Regions from separate parts of the Mus musculus genome. Here all the other regions are linked to region 1. Evidence: chromatin contacts called from public ChIA-PET and Hi-C data. All regions are on one chromosome and are shown on one strand. The core of a region is the stretch at or near the end of the contact, and the rest is flanking DNA. Distances in the headings are between cores, read along the strand shown. Region 1 overlaps Plcl2 (phospholipase C-like 2). Region 2 holds the start of Dazl (deleted in azoospermia-like). Region 3 has its middle 61 kb from the start of Gm41598. Region 4 overlaps Plcl2 (phospholipase C-like 2).

The links. A called contact is a pair of places that touch in the nucleus more often than the background predicts. ChIA-PET counts read pairs in DNA pulled down with a chosen protein or histone mark.
Region 2: a contact with region 1 is called in a Hi-C map of cerebral cortex, with 4 times the contacts expected there. The contact joins the promoter of Dazl here to the enhancer-like site in region 1. A contact is called at or near these places in 9 of 39 promoter capture datasets (the C10 cell line, the HPC-7 cell line, cranial neural crest and 6 more), 18 of 484 Hi-C or Micro-C datasets (the AML12 cell line, the C2C12 cell line, the HL-1 cell line and 10 more), 13 of 115 datasets of contacts at active chromatin or transcription factors (the HPC-7 cell line, bone marrow-derived macrophages, embryonic basal ganglia and 9 more) and 6 of 9 other capture datasets (adipose tissue, bone marrow-derived macrophages, embryonic stem cells and 3 more).
Region 3: a contact with region 1 is called in an RNA polymerase II ChIA-PET map of memory CD8 T cells, with 200 read pairs. The contact joins two enhancer-like sites. A contact is called at or near these places in 6 of 484 Hi-C or Micro-C datasets (the Ba/F3 cell line, CD4 T cells, CD8 T cells and 3 more), 6 of 115 datasets of contacts at active chromatin or transcription factors (the 230-238 cell line, CD8 T cells, bone marrow-derived macrophages and 2 more) and 1 of 9 other capture datasets (liver).
Region 4: an RNA polymerase II ChIA-PET map of memory CD8 T cells shows a contact between it and region 1, with 112 read pairs. The contact joins two enhancer-like sites. A contact is called at or near these places in 6 of 484 Hi-C or Micro-C datasets (the C2C12 cell line, CD4 T cells, the HL-1 cell line and 3 more), 7 of 115 datasets of contacts at active chromatin or transcription factors (CD8 T cells, large pre-B cells, memory CD8 T cells and 3 more) and 3 of 9 other capture datasets (adipose tissue, liver and pancreatic islet).

What each region holds. Positions count from the first base shown.
Region 1 is chr17:50,523,912-50,526,471 of GRCm38.p6, reverse strand. The region is part of intron 1 of Plcl2 (phospholipase C-like 2); the gene reads right to left. Among named protein-coding and RNA genes, the nearest start is that of Plcl2, 16 kb to the right of the region's middle. Within about 2 kb of position 1,286, at least 49 of the 459 cell types and tissues checked have an H3K27ac peak or open chromatin away from gene starts, as enhancers often do. A contact at or near this core is called in CD8 T cells, Th1 cells, cerebral cortex and 5 more, where this site is marked.
Region 2 is chr17:50,292,342-50,294,901 of GRCm38.p6, reverse strand. It overlaps Dazl (deleted in azoospermia-like), which reads left to right and starts at 1,282. Exons shown (of 11, transcript NM_010021.5): 1 at 1,282-1,495. The coding sequence starts at 1,493.
Region 3 is chr17:50,728,445-50,731,004 of GRCm38.p6, reverse strand. No RefSeq gene overlaps it. Among named protein-coding and RNA genes, the nearest start is that of Gm41598, 61 kb to the left of the region's middle. Within about 2 kb of position 1,279, at least 76 of the 459 cell types and tissues checked have an H3K27ac peak or open chromatin away from gene starts, as enhancers often do. A contact at or near this core is called in CD8 T cells, Th1 cells and memory CD8 T cells, where this site is marked.
Region 4 is chr17:50,677,230-50,679,789 of GRCm38.p6, reverse strand. The region is part of intron 5 of Plcl2 (phospholipase C-like 2); the gene reads right to left. Among named protein-coding and RNA genes, the nearest start is that of Gm41598, 110 kb to the left of the region's middle. Within about 2 kb of position 1,294, at least 149 of the 459 cell types and tissues checked have an H3K27ac peak or open chromatin away from gene starts, as enhancers often do. A contact at or near this core is called in CD8 T cells, group 2 innate lymphoid cells, memory CD8 T cells and 1 more, where this site is marked.

The DNA.
Region 1 (2,560 bases), core at 37-2,536:
GAGCGGCCTTCTACTTTAGTTTAATACAGAGGGTGAGACTGAAGTCCGCCCTGCGACTTCTAGGTTTTGTTTTAGTGATATCAGAGACATGTGGTGCCAAGAAGGGAATGAGGACCACTCTACCACCTTTGGGATAGTGTGCGCACAGCAGAATGAAAGTCCTTTGTCTCTTCTGGCTACATCTACCTGCATCACTCCCTGTGCCCACACACCCTATTTGTCTCTATATGGTTAAGGACAGCCATTCCGATGCCATGTGTGTCATTAGGGAGAGAACCCAGTACATATTTGAACAGGAGGCTATGGAAACCAAGTAATTTTAAAAGACAGTCTGTTGTTTTTCCTGGAGTCCGTGGCTTCTGCTTGCAATGAGGCTGCCAACTGCAAAGCACTTCTGACTCAAGCCTGCAGATGCATGTGGCTTTCTGCTTACAGGCTGTGTGTCCAGAGCAGCAGCTGGATAAAAGCACTCCCAGCTTTTGAACAGCAACCAGTGTGGGAACAGCAAAGACTGAACTGAAAGACCTCATTCACAGGGCCAATAAGCCACCAAATAGGCCAGCCCACCAGTAAGCTCTCCCCCTACAAAGTCTGCCTCTTTGAAAGGTCTCCTACACATCTTTCCTCGGTTACACAAACTCCCTTACACCTGGTTCTCTAGAAAACCAGTAGACCTCGGTGGAAACAAATTCTATATGATTTTATTATTAATGTGGGGGTGCGAGTGGGGGTGGTGATTTTGTTTTTGTCTTTACCCAAATCTGAAAAGGCTAAAAAGTGAAAAAGCATGTCCCTGGCTCTGCCAATTTAACAACAGTGCCAGAGATCATGCACTCAGTTTTTCAGGATTACTAGACAGCACAATTGACAAAAATGAATAGGGACATGGAAAGCTAGAGGTAACTCAGGACATGGGGGTGTTTTTTGTTTGTTTGTTTGATAATCAGCAAAGTCAGATTATCTGCCTACATCTGACGGTCTATTCCCTGGGACCAACACTTTCTTACCAGCACAGTCTAAGGCATCCATGAACACTGCACTTTCCAAAAGACCACAAAAAGTAACTATTGGGCAGTCCTCATTCACACGTAAATGATGAAAACCAACAGAGGCTCACAACTGAAGAATGCTAACTGGCTTATTACAAAAGCGTGGGCTGAAGGGACCCGCCTTGCCAGAAGTTCTTGGAGAACATCAAAAGAAACCTCAGAACCTTGAGTATACAGCACCGCTCTACAGGATCTCCTGCAAATCTTTTCTTCTGCACACAGCCACAAACCCAATTTGACCATTTCCCAGAAATAAAGCTTCACAGGACGCCTCCCACTGGGTGTGGCTTCTCCTCCCACTTGGTTGCACGACACCCAACCTCTCTCAACCATCAGTCTATATCCTCTCACCCCATATGGGTGCACCGTGGTAGACACACCAGAACTCCTACAGATTCCACACTTCCACTGGCAAATGCTCTGCTGTGAAGCCAGCTCAGGGGCCTCATCTATTACATCCTCAGCAATGAAAGTAAAATAAAGAGCAGAAGTTCAATGTATCCCTGCTTTCTGTGTGAGCTACTTTTATGTCAACTTGACACACACCTATAGTCATAGTGGATGGGGGAACCTAAGTTAAGAAAATTCCCAACCAGATTAGCCCGTGGGCAAGCATGTGGTGCATTTTCTTGACAGTGGATGTAGGTGGGCCCAGCTCATTGTAAGCAGTGCTACCCTGGGCTGGTGGTTCTGAGTTCTATAAGAAAGCAGGCTGAGCAAACCATAGGAACAAGCCAGAAGCAGCCCTCCTCCATCCGTCCCTGCCTCCAGGTTCCTGCCCTGACTTCCCTGGATGCTAGATTATAAGCTATAAAATAAAATAAACCCTTTCCTCCACAAGAATGCTTACGGTCAGCAGGGTAGTGGTGGCTCACGCCTTTAATCCCAGCACTTAGGAGGCAGAAGCAGGTGGATTTCTGAGTTCGAGGCCAGCCGGGTCTACAGAGTGAGTTCCAGGACAGCCAGGGCTACACAGAGAAACCCTGTCTCGAAAACAAACAAAACAACACAAAACAAAAGATGCTTATGGCCATTACCTTTTATCACAGCTATAGAAACCCTAATAGACTTGCTCAAGGGTCTAGGTGCATGTCAGGATAGATCGGTGCCCAGAAAGTGAAAGTCACCAATGCCAACTTCCAGATCTCACCTAAAGGCAATGGATCCTACCTGATATCTGATTGTTCTGTACCAACATTTGCATAAAAATAAATAATATTTTCACACAAATAGTTTCAAAGTAATGGAAAAGTATGGATTATGGATCACAGGATGAGATGGTTAGACTTTAAAATGTAAAGGTTTTCAAGTTTAAAATCTAAAAGAAAATAAATCCATGTAAATTCTCCTTTTCCAAAATGCTCGTATTTGCCTACTCCTAACTTCTAACACCGTGTCTAAGACGCAAATGTTTGAGGCAGATTCCAATTAAGTTTTGCTTTGTGCTTTTAAGCGAACCAACCCACAGAAAATGAGCCAAGCTCCTCGAAGATGAACAGACGTTGCTGGTA
Region 2 (2,560 bases), core at 33-2,532, 230 kb after region 1:
AGCTTTCCCCATCCAGCCAACGCAGGAAGGCCTGGAGCTACAGAGTTTAGAGCCATCTCTCCGCTGCTCATTAACCAACCATTCCAGCTGTCTGTAGTGGGTTTTTTTCTTCTCTACACTAAAATGAGGACAGTCCAGGCCCTTTGTTAGACTGTTCACACCACCATGTAGCCACCTACCGAAGGCCAGTGGAGAATCGGATCTTCACCGCTGTAGTTTCGAGCTTAATTTTAGTTTCAGAATTTTGGAATTTCCCCCCTTTCAAATAGGTGCAATCTACCCTTATTTGTTTTATTTTTATTTATTATTTTAATACTATTTTCTCCATCATTGCTGCATGGTTAGTGGCAATCTTAAGCTGTTTTGCCAGCTTTAAAAAAAAAAAAAGCTGTAATACTTATCATCTGTACAAAAGGTAGTCAGGACGGTATAAGTACTAGGTGGTTCTGCCGTAAGGTTATCTCCACCAAGCACCCTACAGCTCGGCTCTGCTGTAGGTAGGTAGGCCCCGTTTCTCTGGCCTTGAGAATGTTCTAGAATTCTCTCAGCTGGCCTAGCTTGTTTCTGTAAAGCCTACAAGAGAAACGCTCACACTGCAACCTAAATTCCACGAAGGGAGGGATATTCTCTCGTGTGGTCTGGTCACTGCTGTGTCCTTTGTACCGGATAATTCGGGCATTTATTTGAAGGGGCGGGGGGGGGGGAGAAAAAAAACGGAAGAAAAAAACTAAGTCCTGATGGCTGACGGGCCGGCCCGTGAGGCATGAGGTGCGCCTTCCACATGCACCCGGACTCAACCTTCTCAATGTGGCTGAAAAAGAGGGTGAAGGGGCCCGGCCAGGCAAGGCCTGCTCTCTAGTCGTGCCGCCCGTTATTAATTTCTATTTCTGCGGGCATTTTGTAAATTTTAAATTCGGCCGCCAAGCTTTGCTGACGGGATAACGCCATGCCTTCGAGGTGCCATTTTTGAGGTAATGACTTGAATAAATGCTTTCCTGACAGAACTCTGAGCACCGTCCTGCCCAGGACTTATTTCACAGGGGCTTCGGACACGGTCCTGGGGGGGCTAGGGAGTGGCAGGAGTCGGTCCATCTGTCTGTCAGTGAGGCTCGGGCCTGCTCGGCAGCCGAGACCCTTACGTAGATGTCGCGCATGCTCCATGCGCACCCCTCACGCACTCCGTGGGCGACGTGGGTCCCCTGGCCCCCCTTGCGAGGCCCTAGCGCTGCCGCCTATTGGCTGTAGCACGTCACGAGGCCAGCCACGCACAGTCATCCCCCCGGGGCGCGCAGCCCACGCCTCAGTGACTCGGCGACCCTCAGCACGCTCGCTTCGGGACTCCGCTGTCTCCGTGGCCGTGGGCTCTCTTTCCACCACCGCCTCGGCTTTTTTTTGCCCGTTGGCCGGCTAGGCAGCCACCTCACGTAGCTGCCCCGTCGCGTGGCTTCTGCTCCACCTTCGAGGTTTTACCACCCGAACTCTGGCCGCCATCATGGTGAGTCGAGGGCAGGCCCCGGGGTGGCAGTGCAAGACCAGCCGGAGGCCGCGATTCCTTACGCGGAGGTTTAAAAATCGGCCTTTTCTGGTGTAGCACAGAGAAGTGGGGAGAGGGCATAAAGAGGGTCCTTTCATATTTCCGGTTCTGGGTTCCTCCCCCACCGGACAGCCCCCAGGGTGAGGCCTGGAGGACAAGAGTGGCGGCCTTGCTGCCTTTGCGGCCTACACCAGCACTGAGGGGTTGCGGGGAGATGGCGGGCAGCCCTGGGGACCTCGGGCAGCCCCGGGGTGGGCCACGTGCACGGCCTGGGCGTCACGTGACGGCTCTTTCCCGCCTTTGGGCCGCGGTGCCCGTAGGAGCAGGCCTTAGGCGAGGCCTGCCGCGGCCCAGCCCCCACCCCGCGGCCCAGCTCCTCCGCACGAGCGCCCGGGCTTCCGGGTCGGAGCGCCGCAGCGCGGGCGCCTCCGCCAGGTGGCGCCTAGGCTGGCCGCGCCGGGTCCTGCGGCCTGGCGGCTTGGCCGCGGCGTGGAAAGGACCCGGAGGGCGTGGTTATCGGGAGGCTGAGGGCGGGCCCTGTCGCCTGGTGACTGTGGGTGGGGTGGAGGCGGCTTTGCGGGAGCTTGGCTTGCGTGGGCTGGGGGAGGAGCCAGAGGCCTGAGCCGGGCGGGGGTCGGGGAAAGCGGGACCGGACAGCTCTGCTGTAATCGCCGCTGCCGCCGCCAGCAGACTGACTGAGGCGTTGCCAGGCTAGCTTGGGCTACTGAAAACAAACGTTGATAGCCATTTAATCACAAATCCGTTAGATGTTGCATGTTCGTTTAAAATTTTTTTCCATTTTAGAGGTAAAGGAAGAAATTTATACTACTTATGACCGATGTTAACTTAAGTTGGAATTCAAATTAAGCATTTATAATGTGAAATAGGTACTTGTCTATCACAATAATTTAAATCGCACAATATTGGACCGTTTTCTCACTACATTAGGGTTAAACATTTGATAACTGCAGATTTTTATCTATTGGCCAGTATTTGTAGCATACATGGGAATTTGCTTAGCATAGT
Region 3 (2,560 bases), core at 30-2,529, 200 kb before region 1:
AGGACCCAGGTCACACAAAACAGGGCAGGCCTTGTAGAGCAAAGGTATACAACCAAGTTCTTTTACATCACAAGCAGACTGACAGGTGGAGGTGGCTTTAAGCTCTGGGGGTGGATAATTGTGCAGTGGTGGTATCTTCCTCCCATGTCCAAATTAGTGAGACTTATCTCCAAGCTGTCCTGAGGCTGCAGGTCTTCCTCGGCCTTCCCTGCTGCTACTGTGTGTATTCATAGCAGAGTTGGTCACCACGTCCTCCTTGAAACCAGGGCCCATATCTTAGCTGCTACTATTTATTGAGGATCTGGCATTTGTCAAACCCTGCCCAGAGCTGAAGACTCACCATGAAAAGATGGATCTCTAGCTCTTTAGAACTTACAGTCTAGCTAGAGAGATGTAGGGCTTAGCAGATGAGCAAACGGGGCATAGGCAGCAATGATGGGGTAGAAAGGCCACTGTCATTTTCCTCCAGCAGGAACATGAAGGCCAGAGGCCTGGAATGGAACCCAATGTCGGGAAATGTTAGCGTCTTTCAAGCTTGCCTGCCTCAGTCACCCTGGGGATGCCCCTCTCCCAGTTAAGAGGGACACTGTGGACAGTAGCTCTGGAGCCCATTTCTCCATCTCAGGCAGATGCTTGGCTCCCTGCAACAGTACTGTATGTGGTTACATCCAGTTGTCACCCACATAGCTAACAGGGCAGGTACTTTATGTCTGTCTTGGACACTGCTCAGCCCTGAGGCCCACCACTGACCAAGGAAGCCTGGGGTAGCATAAGCTCTGAACTCAAGGCTCTGCAGAGCCACGGCAGCTTCTGCAGCTTCAATCCACAACAGCCTGCACCAGAGCACAGACCCTCTGGCTGGCCACCTAAAGAAGGAAAATGCACTAGAGAGAGGGCTCAGTGGTTAAGAACACTGGCTGCTCTTCCCAGGTTCAATTCCCAGCAACCACGTGGCAGCTCACAACTGTCTGTAACTGACCAGGGGACCTGACACCCCTACATAGGCATACATATAGGCAAAATACCAATGCACATGAAGTATAAATAAAACTTTTTATAAAAATGCAACTGTGTGAGGCCTGCAGGGTGGGGACGAGGCTGCTGCTGGCTTCTCAGAATCCTGTTTCTAAGAGATTCAAAGAAAGCCTGCGGCAGGCACTGCAGAGAGGGTAACCACAGGGTCACCTAGAGGTGACCAAGCAACAACCAGCACTGTGCCTCTCTGAGCTGCTCCGGGGTTTCACCATACAGTATAATTTTAGAGCCACCTCATCTTGGGGTTTGGTAAGCCAGGAAACAGTCCACCCTCCACCCATCGTGAAAGTAAGACGTCATCTTCCTCATTCTACGGTGGCTCCATTTAGATTCCTTTTATATATTCACTATCAGAGAAAGCTTCTACAATAGTAGGTTTCCAAGTGGCTTTGCTGTCCCTTGCTCCCTACCCTCCTTTAACCTGGCCTCTCATTTACTTCTCTATCTTAGGTAAGGTTTCATTGTTGTGAAGAGACACCATGGCCAAGGCAGCTCTTACAAAGGAATACATTTAATTGGGGCTGGCTTAGAGGTTCAGAGGTTCAGTCCATTATCATCATGGCAGGAAACAGGGAGGCTTGCAGACAGCCATGGTGCTGCGGAAGGAGTTGAGACTTCTATATCTTGATCCGAATGCAGCAGAAGGAGGCTGTATCAATGAGTGTATAACCCTGAGCATGTATAACCTCAAAGCCCACTACAGTGACATGCTCCTTCCAACAAGGCCACACCTACTCCATAGTGCCACTCCCCATGGGCCAAGCATTCACACTCATGAGTCTGGGCAGGAGGGTGGGGTGTAAGGGGGGTACCTAGTCAAACCACCACACCTATTATTTTAGTTTCCATTTTATCCCTTTATGATACTGTAGTCTGTTTCCCCTTCCCCATCTAGGTCCATTCAGTATCAGGAATGGGTTATATATATATTTTTTTAAATTATTGGCAAAAAGGGTCCCATAACATTATCCAAAACATTATAGACTATTCCCAATGGTTTTGGTTACTGTCAGATCCAAGAGAAACTCCATTTCCTCAAATTTCAAAAGACAGAAGGGATGTGTGTCTCTACTCACCCCGTCCTTTACCCCAAACTCCCTCACGCTCAGTCTTCTCTCCTCAGCCACTCATTCTTCTTAGAACCTTCCTAGTTCAGATATAATCATTCATTCATTCTTCCCCCTCTCCTCTCTCTCTCTCTCTCTCTCTCTCTCTCTCTCTCTCTCTCTCTCTCTCTCTCTCTCTCTCTCGTTTTTCTCCTGGTTTTTTTTTCCATGCCATGTCCAGGCTACTTCTTTCTCTCTAGGCTCTTCCAGATGCATTTGGCTGTTCTTGCTCTCATGTCTAAAATAAAGCCTTAAATATACCATTGCATGGTAATGTCACCAGTTTATGCATCTGGTGCCAAAAACCCAGGAGGCACAAATGGCCCCCTTTCCAAGGGATCTAACTTCTCCTAATTGAGCCAAGCTGCTGAGTTGACTCTCCTAAGGTATGGATCATGTGTCTCTGCTGGTTTCTGCTA
Region 4 (2,560 bases), core at 45-2,544, 150 kb before region 1:
GGTGACAGGTTGGGAGGAGGCTTCAGGAGCAGTTGGACCACGGAAGTGAGCCACAGCTTGGACCCAGAAAGCAGGAAATCAGGGAGAGCTTCCAGACCAAGATCCAGGAGGAAAGAGAGAGGGTCTGCAGAGTGAGGAGTGCTCAGGATCAGCTCTGTACCTCCGACAGTACTAGGAGAAGCAGCACACACAGGACCCTTCCCCCACGCACCTTCTGTGTGAGCACACATTTGCTAAGATCACTGCGCACTGTAAGGTCTTGGGGGATATGCTGTGGTGAAAAAAGCCTAATGATGAACACTGGGACTGTCGGGTTTTCTGAGCCACTCACACACTATTTAAATAGAAAAGTAGCTTCCAGTCAAGTACAGCTTCTCAGAAAAGCTGGCAACATATGATCTCACTTGTAGTACAGTCACTAAAACAGCCGAGAATATCTAGAGGAAGAGTCATCCATGGGCCACCACATTAAATTTTAGAAAAGAATTGAGTGACAGTCCTCAGGTTTCTAAGGTAAGCACTGTGCCCAGGATACATGAAGAAGATCTAGATCATGTCTGTACAGACACAACCTGGTTTATTGACTTTTTTTGGCAGAAATCTTATGTTCCCAGGGAGAATAAGTCTCTAATTACTTTTGGAGTTTCCCTCTCATCCTTGTTTTCTGAAGGCAGCCAGTGCAGGGCATGGGGGGGGGGGCGGGGGGAAGGACCAGCTGGGTATTTCATCTGATGACGGCTTGGGCTGTAAGCAGCTTGCTTTAGCCTGCCACACACACACACACACACACACACACACACACACACACACACCCCAAGCTCTTAGGTGAGATGCCAGCCAAGTAAAGCCTGCTCCATTTTCTAAGCCATGTGAGCTCCCAATGAAGCAAAGCCTTCCCCTGGCCCTGACCACCACCACATGGATCAGGAAAACCACCCAGCTGAGCACAGCTAATGTATAGAATAATGGGGGGGCTAAGCCCCCAATTTTGAGGTAGATTGTTACACAGCAACATGAAACTGGAGCTGCCAGTGAAGGCATCCATCTTTTGGCTACAGGGATTAGGGCTGGGTAAGAACTAATATGAGGAGGCCTGTCACTGTGGGACTGCTGGTCTAGAACTAAAAGGCTGGGCTGAGCCAGCAAATACCACAGGGTACACTTACTACAGAACTCATGAAGAGCAGTTGCAGAAGACCAAGGAGAGGCCGAGCTATAACACAGTAGGAACTGCGTGAACAGGAGCTAGCTAGCCATGAAGAATGGAGAGATGCCAGAGCTAAGCCAGCACAACCCTGGAACTAGAGGACACAGATGCTCTCGGTCACCAGGGCTTCTGACAGCTTTCTGGCCCTCTGAGGCAGGAATGCAGTGTTTTGATCCGAGTTCCCTGTGGTCTCTCATGATTTCCTGTGAGTGCCAACACTTTCAGCCGGTTCTCTGCCAGCTAGTCTTGGTGAATTTCTGTTCCTGGTAACCAGCTACACCAGGACTTTTCCACCTTGAGATTCTGCCATCAAAAGCACAGCAATGAACATGCACGGTAACTGTTCTCAGGGAGAGATTACTTCAGTGAGGAGAGAAGAAAGATCGATCAACTCCTCCCCACAGTGCTGGTGGGAAATGAGCCACAGAAGTCCCTGCCCACATTCCTGATACAGAGTGAAACCAATAAGAACACAACCAAGTTAAAACCACAGCAGCAGCCAGACTGCGCAGGAAGTGGCCAACTAAGGAACAGGGTCCTGTTGCACAGCTCCGCCAGGCTGGCCTCCTGCTCAGGTCACCTAAGAGCTGCGACTGCAGGCATGTGCTACTGCACTACACTGAAGTTAACAGGCTCATAAAGCTAGCAGTAGCTACTCTGAGAAGCGATAAAAATACAGAAAACTCTTTCTTATACTCGACCGAACTAGGGAGGGACACAGTTAATGATGGTTCTTGTATCTTTTGTTTATAGAGCGGAGGAAAAAAACAATTGGATAGAAAGAGAAGAGACAAGTGACCCTGGTCCAATTCAAAGCTAGAAAACCACTGTACGCACGCACGCACGCACGCACGCACGCACGCACGCACGCACGCACCACCACAGAGAAGCAGCACCTGAGTATCTGAGAAGGAACCAAGAGCAAGAGGTAGCATGTAATTCGGGATGGCCACCAAGGCTGGAGCCTGAAGCAGGGTGGCGGCGGAGCTCCGCACTGATTGTGAATGTGGGACATAGAGTAAAGGCAGAGGCCATACGGGTCTAGGAGATGTGAAACGGAAGGGCTGGTGTTGTGGCTCCGCAGTACAGTGCATGTCTAGCACGCAGAAGGCCATGTGTTCTGTCTCCAGCACCCATCCCATACTGGACATGACTGACAGCAAATGTTATGTTTCAGAGCAAGGCAACAGTGCTTAAATGTAGAAATATTGCTTACAAATATCATGAAATTTAAAACAGAGAAAAAGATTTTAAACATATATGTGTCTTGTGAAACAGTATCAAAACATACATACATACATGGGTGAATGTACACTCACACACATAAGCATACACACACACACACACACACAC